Regions from separate parts of the Oryctolagus cuniculus genome. Here region 2 is linked to region 1. A link is a contact called in public Micro-C data. All regions are on one chromosome and are shown on one strand. Each heading gives the region's core, a stretch centred on a gene start, on an enhancer-like site or on the middle of the called end of the contact. The rest is flanking DNA. Distances are from core to core; before and after follow the strand shown.

Region 1 (2,692 bases), core at 132-2,631:
GCCGCCAGTGCGCCCTCACCATGATCAGCGTGTGGTTCCTCTGCTCCGCCGAGGCAGCCTCCGCATCTTGCTGGGGTTTGCTCGGGTGCTGCTGCTTGCCGGGGCCGGCGCCCGATTTCTTGGCCCTCTGCTCCAGGGTCCGCTGGTAGAGGCTCACGGTGTCCCGGCGCTCCAGCTCCAGCTGCTCCACCTGAGCCTGCTGGTACCTGTTCTCGCAGTTGACGTGGTGCCGCCGGCAGCCCTCGATGCGCTGGCGGAGCCGCTCGACCACGGTGCTGTGCTTGGGGACGGCCGCCGAGCCGCCGCCGCCGCCGCCGCCGCCGCCGCAGCCTCCGGCCGCGGGGTGATTGCTACTCGGAGCAGCGGGAGTACTATTGGGAGTATTATTCACACCGATCCCGGCCCCGCCGAGGCTGCTGTTGATGCAAATACTACTGCCATTCGCGGCAGCAGCGGGGGCTGCGAAATCCCCCATCCTGCTCCCCGGGCACACTATTTTGGAAGAACTTTTTTTATCCACCCCCCCGATCAGCCTCCTCCTTGGGTCCAAGGATTAAAATAGTTTAAGTGGAACGCGGGGGAGACGCGAGCACATGGATGCAAACGGCGATCCCGACGGGGCGAAGAAAAAAAAAAAGCAGGGAGGGGAGAGATTTTGGGGGTGGTTTTTTGTTTCCTTTAAAAAAAAACTGTAAAGCTCGGGGTGGGGGGGGGGTGTTATCGGAATACCATCAGACACCTATCAACAAAAAGAATCACAACAAACTGAGCCAGCAGCAAATCGGGTTGCAACTCAAGGCGAGCGCCGCTCCTCTCCTGCCTTCTTTTTATAATCCATTATTTTCTAATAAATTCCAGGAGATTTCCGGTGGTTGGCAAGCGTTTTCTCCCTACGTACCGAAAAACACACCCCATGGACACACACAAGCCTATGCCTCCTGTGCGGACAGGCGCGACACACACTCACTCCACCGCGCATCGGAGAACGGCAAGCTTGCTTATTGCATTTTCCTTCCACAAAAAAGTTTTGGTGTTTATGCCGCCCCGTGTTCTCAAAGTACTTTGGCTGCTCAGTTGCATTTCACAGGAACCTAGATACCGAATCCTCGGGCTGGGGGAAGTAAACACATGGACAGTCCGAGGCGGCTGCAAAAGTAGATCGGTGAAGTCCTTTGCAGAACGCCGCGCGGAGAGCAGCCCCTAACGCTCGGCTGGGCTGCCGCTGCCGCCGCCGCCGCTGCCACCATCACAATGATCAACCGCTCGCCGCCGCCGCCGCCGCCGCCGCCGCCGCCGCCTCCTCCTCCTCTCGCTCCTCCACCTCCTCCTCCTCCTCCATGCCAGCGGAGTGATATCAGGACGCGCGAGCTCAGTAAACACGGCAGCGGCGGCGGCTGCAGGCCGTGAGACAGGCCCGGGGACACGGCGCAAAACCCGGCCCGGACTCGCACCCGGCAGGAGCGGGCGCGGCGCGCACCGGCACCCGGCTCGCCTCGCCTCGCCCTCCCCCGCCGCTCCGGCGCCCCCGGCCTCACGACTCCCTGACCCGGGAAAGGCTGGGCTGCCGGAAAGGAGGAAAAGAACGCCTGTGGACGGGTCTCGGGAACGAATCAACTTTTGACCTGTGCGTGTGGGGTTGTGTGTTTGTGTGTGTGTGTGTGTGCGCGCTCGCGCACAAGGCCGACCGCGGGGGCGCGCCTGGCGGGGTTTCCTTATTCCAAGCGAGGTATCCAGCGAGCCCAAGTTGTTGTTATACATTTATGCATTATGTTGCAGAACTGTGCATGACCAGGCAGAAACATTGACGCTTCACAGCCGTTGTCTGTCATCCCCATCCATGTGGAAACAAAAAGCCAGATCAGTGACTTGGTTTTAAAACTCAGGGATAAGTCCTCGCTCGCGATAACCCGCCTTATGGACACTTGCTCAAACTCTAGGCCAGTCTTCACACACTGAATTCTGCGTGCATGGAAGTAAGCACCCAAGAACTGGGGATATTATTTAATTCGCTGTACATAGTGATTGCTGTTATTAAAGCAATTATTGTTTTACTTACCCTTGGAAAAAATTAAAATAAAGCAAGCAGGGACTTGGAGGTGAGACTAACAGTACATTTTAACAGACTGTTTTGAACACTAGGTGCTAATGACAGCAGTAATTAAGGGTCCTTCGTAAATCAAGTGGAAAGATTGCAGATTTCATGGACTGGAACTATAGGAAAAACACAGCATTTCACAGTTTGTAATGACCAAAACAAAAACAAGCAAAAATAACAGGCTTACTTTACTGCTGGATGTATTTCTTTCTATTTCAATGAATGCACAGCGAGTACAATTAAAATGGAATATCGACAGCGGTGAGCTATTGAGACTTTCCATTTTATTAAGGGAAACCATCTTTCCAGTTACTGATTCTAAGGATCAGATAATCCTCCAATCCTGACTTAAAGCACTGCGTTTATGCAATATTTTATATGTAAAATGGAGACCCTGCTGGAGTTTCTGTGATCATCAGGAAGCCATGAGTCTTGATTGTGAGGTATTAATTATAAAGCCTTTTGTATTATCTCAATAAATCTTATAGAATTAGTTTTTAGGGTAAAAATACACCCCAGTTTGCTAAAATAGCCAGGAATAAAAGAACTTTGGATCTTATGCATTAGTCATGAGATCTGATTTAAACCATCTTCATT
Region 2 (2,692 bases), core at 60-2,559, 460 kb before region 1:
GCAGGCCACCACCTCCCAGGAGCGGGTGTTTCCCCAAAGAGAGCCTTTGTACTGCTTTTGCCTTCAGGCTTCCCTCTGGAAACCTGGGGAACCACGGGCAGGAGGGCCTATGTGCATTGTTAAAGGGCCGCCCTGCAATGGAACCAGCTCCCACAGGAGCCAGTGAGGACACACTCCTTGCCCTGCGTGCCACGGGAGCCAGTGAGGAAGTGCCCTGTGCCTTGAGTCCCATGGGAGCCAGTGAGGATGCCCCCTGTGCCATGCGTCCCACGGAGCCAGTAAGGACGCGCCCGGGCCCTGTCTCCCACGGGAGCCAGTGAGGACGCGCCCCCTGCCCTGCCGTGGGAGCCAGGCTGCCGCACCAACCGCATCACCCAAGGCAGCTTCTCTGAGCCTCCAAGAGGCCTTCCAGAGGGAGAAGGCTGTCGCTTGTCAGCCTTTGGAGCCCTGGCTCCTGTGTGTGGGGAGGCCACACACTGGGTTGTGCAATTAGAAAGAACCAGGCTGTGCCTTCGTCACGCGAAACGCGATGCCTTGAAGCCGAATGATGCAGTATTTTTAGTTTTAATTACTGGCCCGTTCTCCACTCCCTACCCAGCGACCTCCCTGGCGTGCTCCCAGGTATCTCAACCCAGCCTCTTCCCGTCCAACCCAGGGGGCGACGCGGATCTTCCTTTCTCTGCAGACCCTGTCACGTTTCAGCAAAATAAAGGGAGGCACAAGAAATCAGAGCCAGGGAAAGCTCTTAGCCATTTTCCAAGGGCTAAAGTGAGGTGGGAGATGTAAAATAATAATAATAATAATAATAATAACCTACCACTCTTACCTCCCTAAAAGAGGAGGTTTCCAACTTAAAAAAAAAAAAAAACAAACAAAAAACAAAAAACAAACAAACAAAAAAACCAGCCGCGGTAAAAATATCTCCCAAGAACAGCCAGCTGTTTATTTATAAATCTGTGCGCGGGCAAGCTTTCTTTCTCTCAAGTGTCTTCAAGAACATGCGTCGTGGTTGGGTGAGAGGGATGGGGGGCTGCTGGCGGCGAACCAGAGGCTGCCGGCTCCGGGGAGGGTGGATCACAAAAGACTTGCGGGGCGAGAGTGAGCTGGGGGCGCCGGCCGGCGGGGAGCACGCCCCCGGGGCTGCAGCCTTTTGCAGGCGGCTCAGGGTCGGGGGAGGCTGGCGAGCCGCAGCTGCTGAGCCGCCGCGCCGCCAGCAGATGGCGCTGTGAGCTCGGCCTGGGCCGCGGCGCACCGCCCCTCCCCGCGCAGATGGCTCAATCAGGCGGGCGCGCGGCCGCGGCGCTGGCGGGGCCGGGCAGTCAAGTGTTACTGCGTACAGCAGGTAGCCTGGCAACTGCGAGCATAATACCGAGCAGATGGTGCTCGCGCGGCGTGATGGACACCGCGCACGACAGCCCGAGACAATCCAGGAATTCCCTGGTGACTCGAGGCCCTCTTCACACAAAATGAGTTCTCTCTCCACCCACCGCCGCCCGGCTCGGGGTGCGCTCCCCTCTCCTCCTCCTCCTCCTCCAACCCCCACGCGACCCACACGGACCTGGTGACTCACGGCCGACTTTTCTTTGCCTCCCGAGGCGAGGGCCGGGGTGGGGGAGGTGAGGGGGGCGGTGGTGGCTTTGCGCCAGCCCCGGCACGCACCGCCCGAGCCGGGAGGGCCTGCGAGATGCCTGCGGGAGATGGAGGAGTTTGCGTACAAAGTCCCCCGGGGCGCGATTTTGGAGCCCTGTGAGCTTACAAGTCCTCGGCGGACTCGGAGGAAGCAGTCGGGAGCAGGCGTCCCTAACAAAGAAGGCGGCGCTGCGACGCCGGGCGCGGGCCCCGAGGCCGTGGGAGCCCAGATCGGAATCCTGCGCTTTCGCACCCACCCGCGCACCCACACGCACGCACACACCCCGCGGCGGGCCAGGCCATTCACGCACAGGAAACAGCATCCGTCTGCAGCCCAAACGGAATGTTGCCCAGGACCTATAGGCTTTTTCCCCCGCGAACGTGCTAACTGCTCCGTTTCCGGTTTCAGAAGGCAGACCAGTACCAAGGGTGACCGCTTGCCGGGCACGAGTCCACCCGCGGGACGAGGCGGACGCCCGCCAGCGCTGAGGCTGCGTGGCGGCTGGCTGGGCCCTTCGGCCGAGCCCCGGGCCTCCTCCTCCTTGGCAGTGAATGGGGTGGTGCAGTGGGGTGGTTCAGGAAGGAAGCTCACAGCCTGTATGGACAATTTGGGAACGCCGCTGGGCTGAAGTCCGGCAGCTGTAGCATCACCTGGGCGCTTGTTGGAAATGCAAGTTCCCAGGCCTACCGAATCCCCACTGCTGGGGGAGTTTTAGCAGGCCCTCCGGGTGAAAACCCTCAGAGCAAAGCATCCTGCTGGGCCCTGTGCCCTCCTGGTGCGCAGCTGCTTGGATTTCTCTTGTAAATTCTGCATTTGGAACAAAATCCGCATAGACGTTGGAGGATTGCTCCGGCCGGTGACGTCGGAGCGGAGCCCACGGCCAGGATGCTCGTAGGAAGGCCAAGACTCCAGTTCCTCTCTGCAGTGGAGGCTGGGGGAGGCATGCGCAGGCAGGGGCCGCCGAGTCCAGTGTAACCGCCTTGCTAAGGGAGCATCAGACATCGCTAGGCTTTCCCTGGCGTGGTATTAGGGGAGTACCACGGAAAACCATGATTCCGATTA

What was found. A called contact is a pair of places that touch in the nucleus more often than the background predicts.
Region 2: a contact with region 1 is called in a Micro-C map of ear pinna, with 8 times the contacts expected there. The contact joins the enhancer-like site here to the promoter of MAML3 in region 1. A contact is called at or near these places in 4 of 6 Hi-C or Micro-C datasets (ear pinna, psoas muscle, skin fibroblasts and 1 more).

What each region holds. Positions count from the first base shown.
Region 1 is chr8:24,602,326-24,605,017 of mOryCun1.1, reverse strand. MAML3 (mastermind like transcriptional coactivator 3) reads right to left here and starts at 1,381. Exons shown (of 5, transcript XM_002716951.5): 1 at 20-1,381. The coding sequence starts at 475.
Region 2 is chr8:25,061,173-25,063,864 of mOryCun1.1, reverse strand. All of the region lies in intron 2 of MAML3 (mastermind like transcriptional coactivator 3), which reads right to left. Among named protein-coding and RNA genes, the nearest start is that of MGST2, 46 kb to the left of the region's middle. Within about 2 kb of position 1,309, at least 5 of the 8 cell types and tissues checked have an H3K27ac peak or open chromatin away from gene starts, as enhancers often do. A contact at or near this core is called in ear pinna, where this site is marked.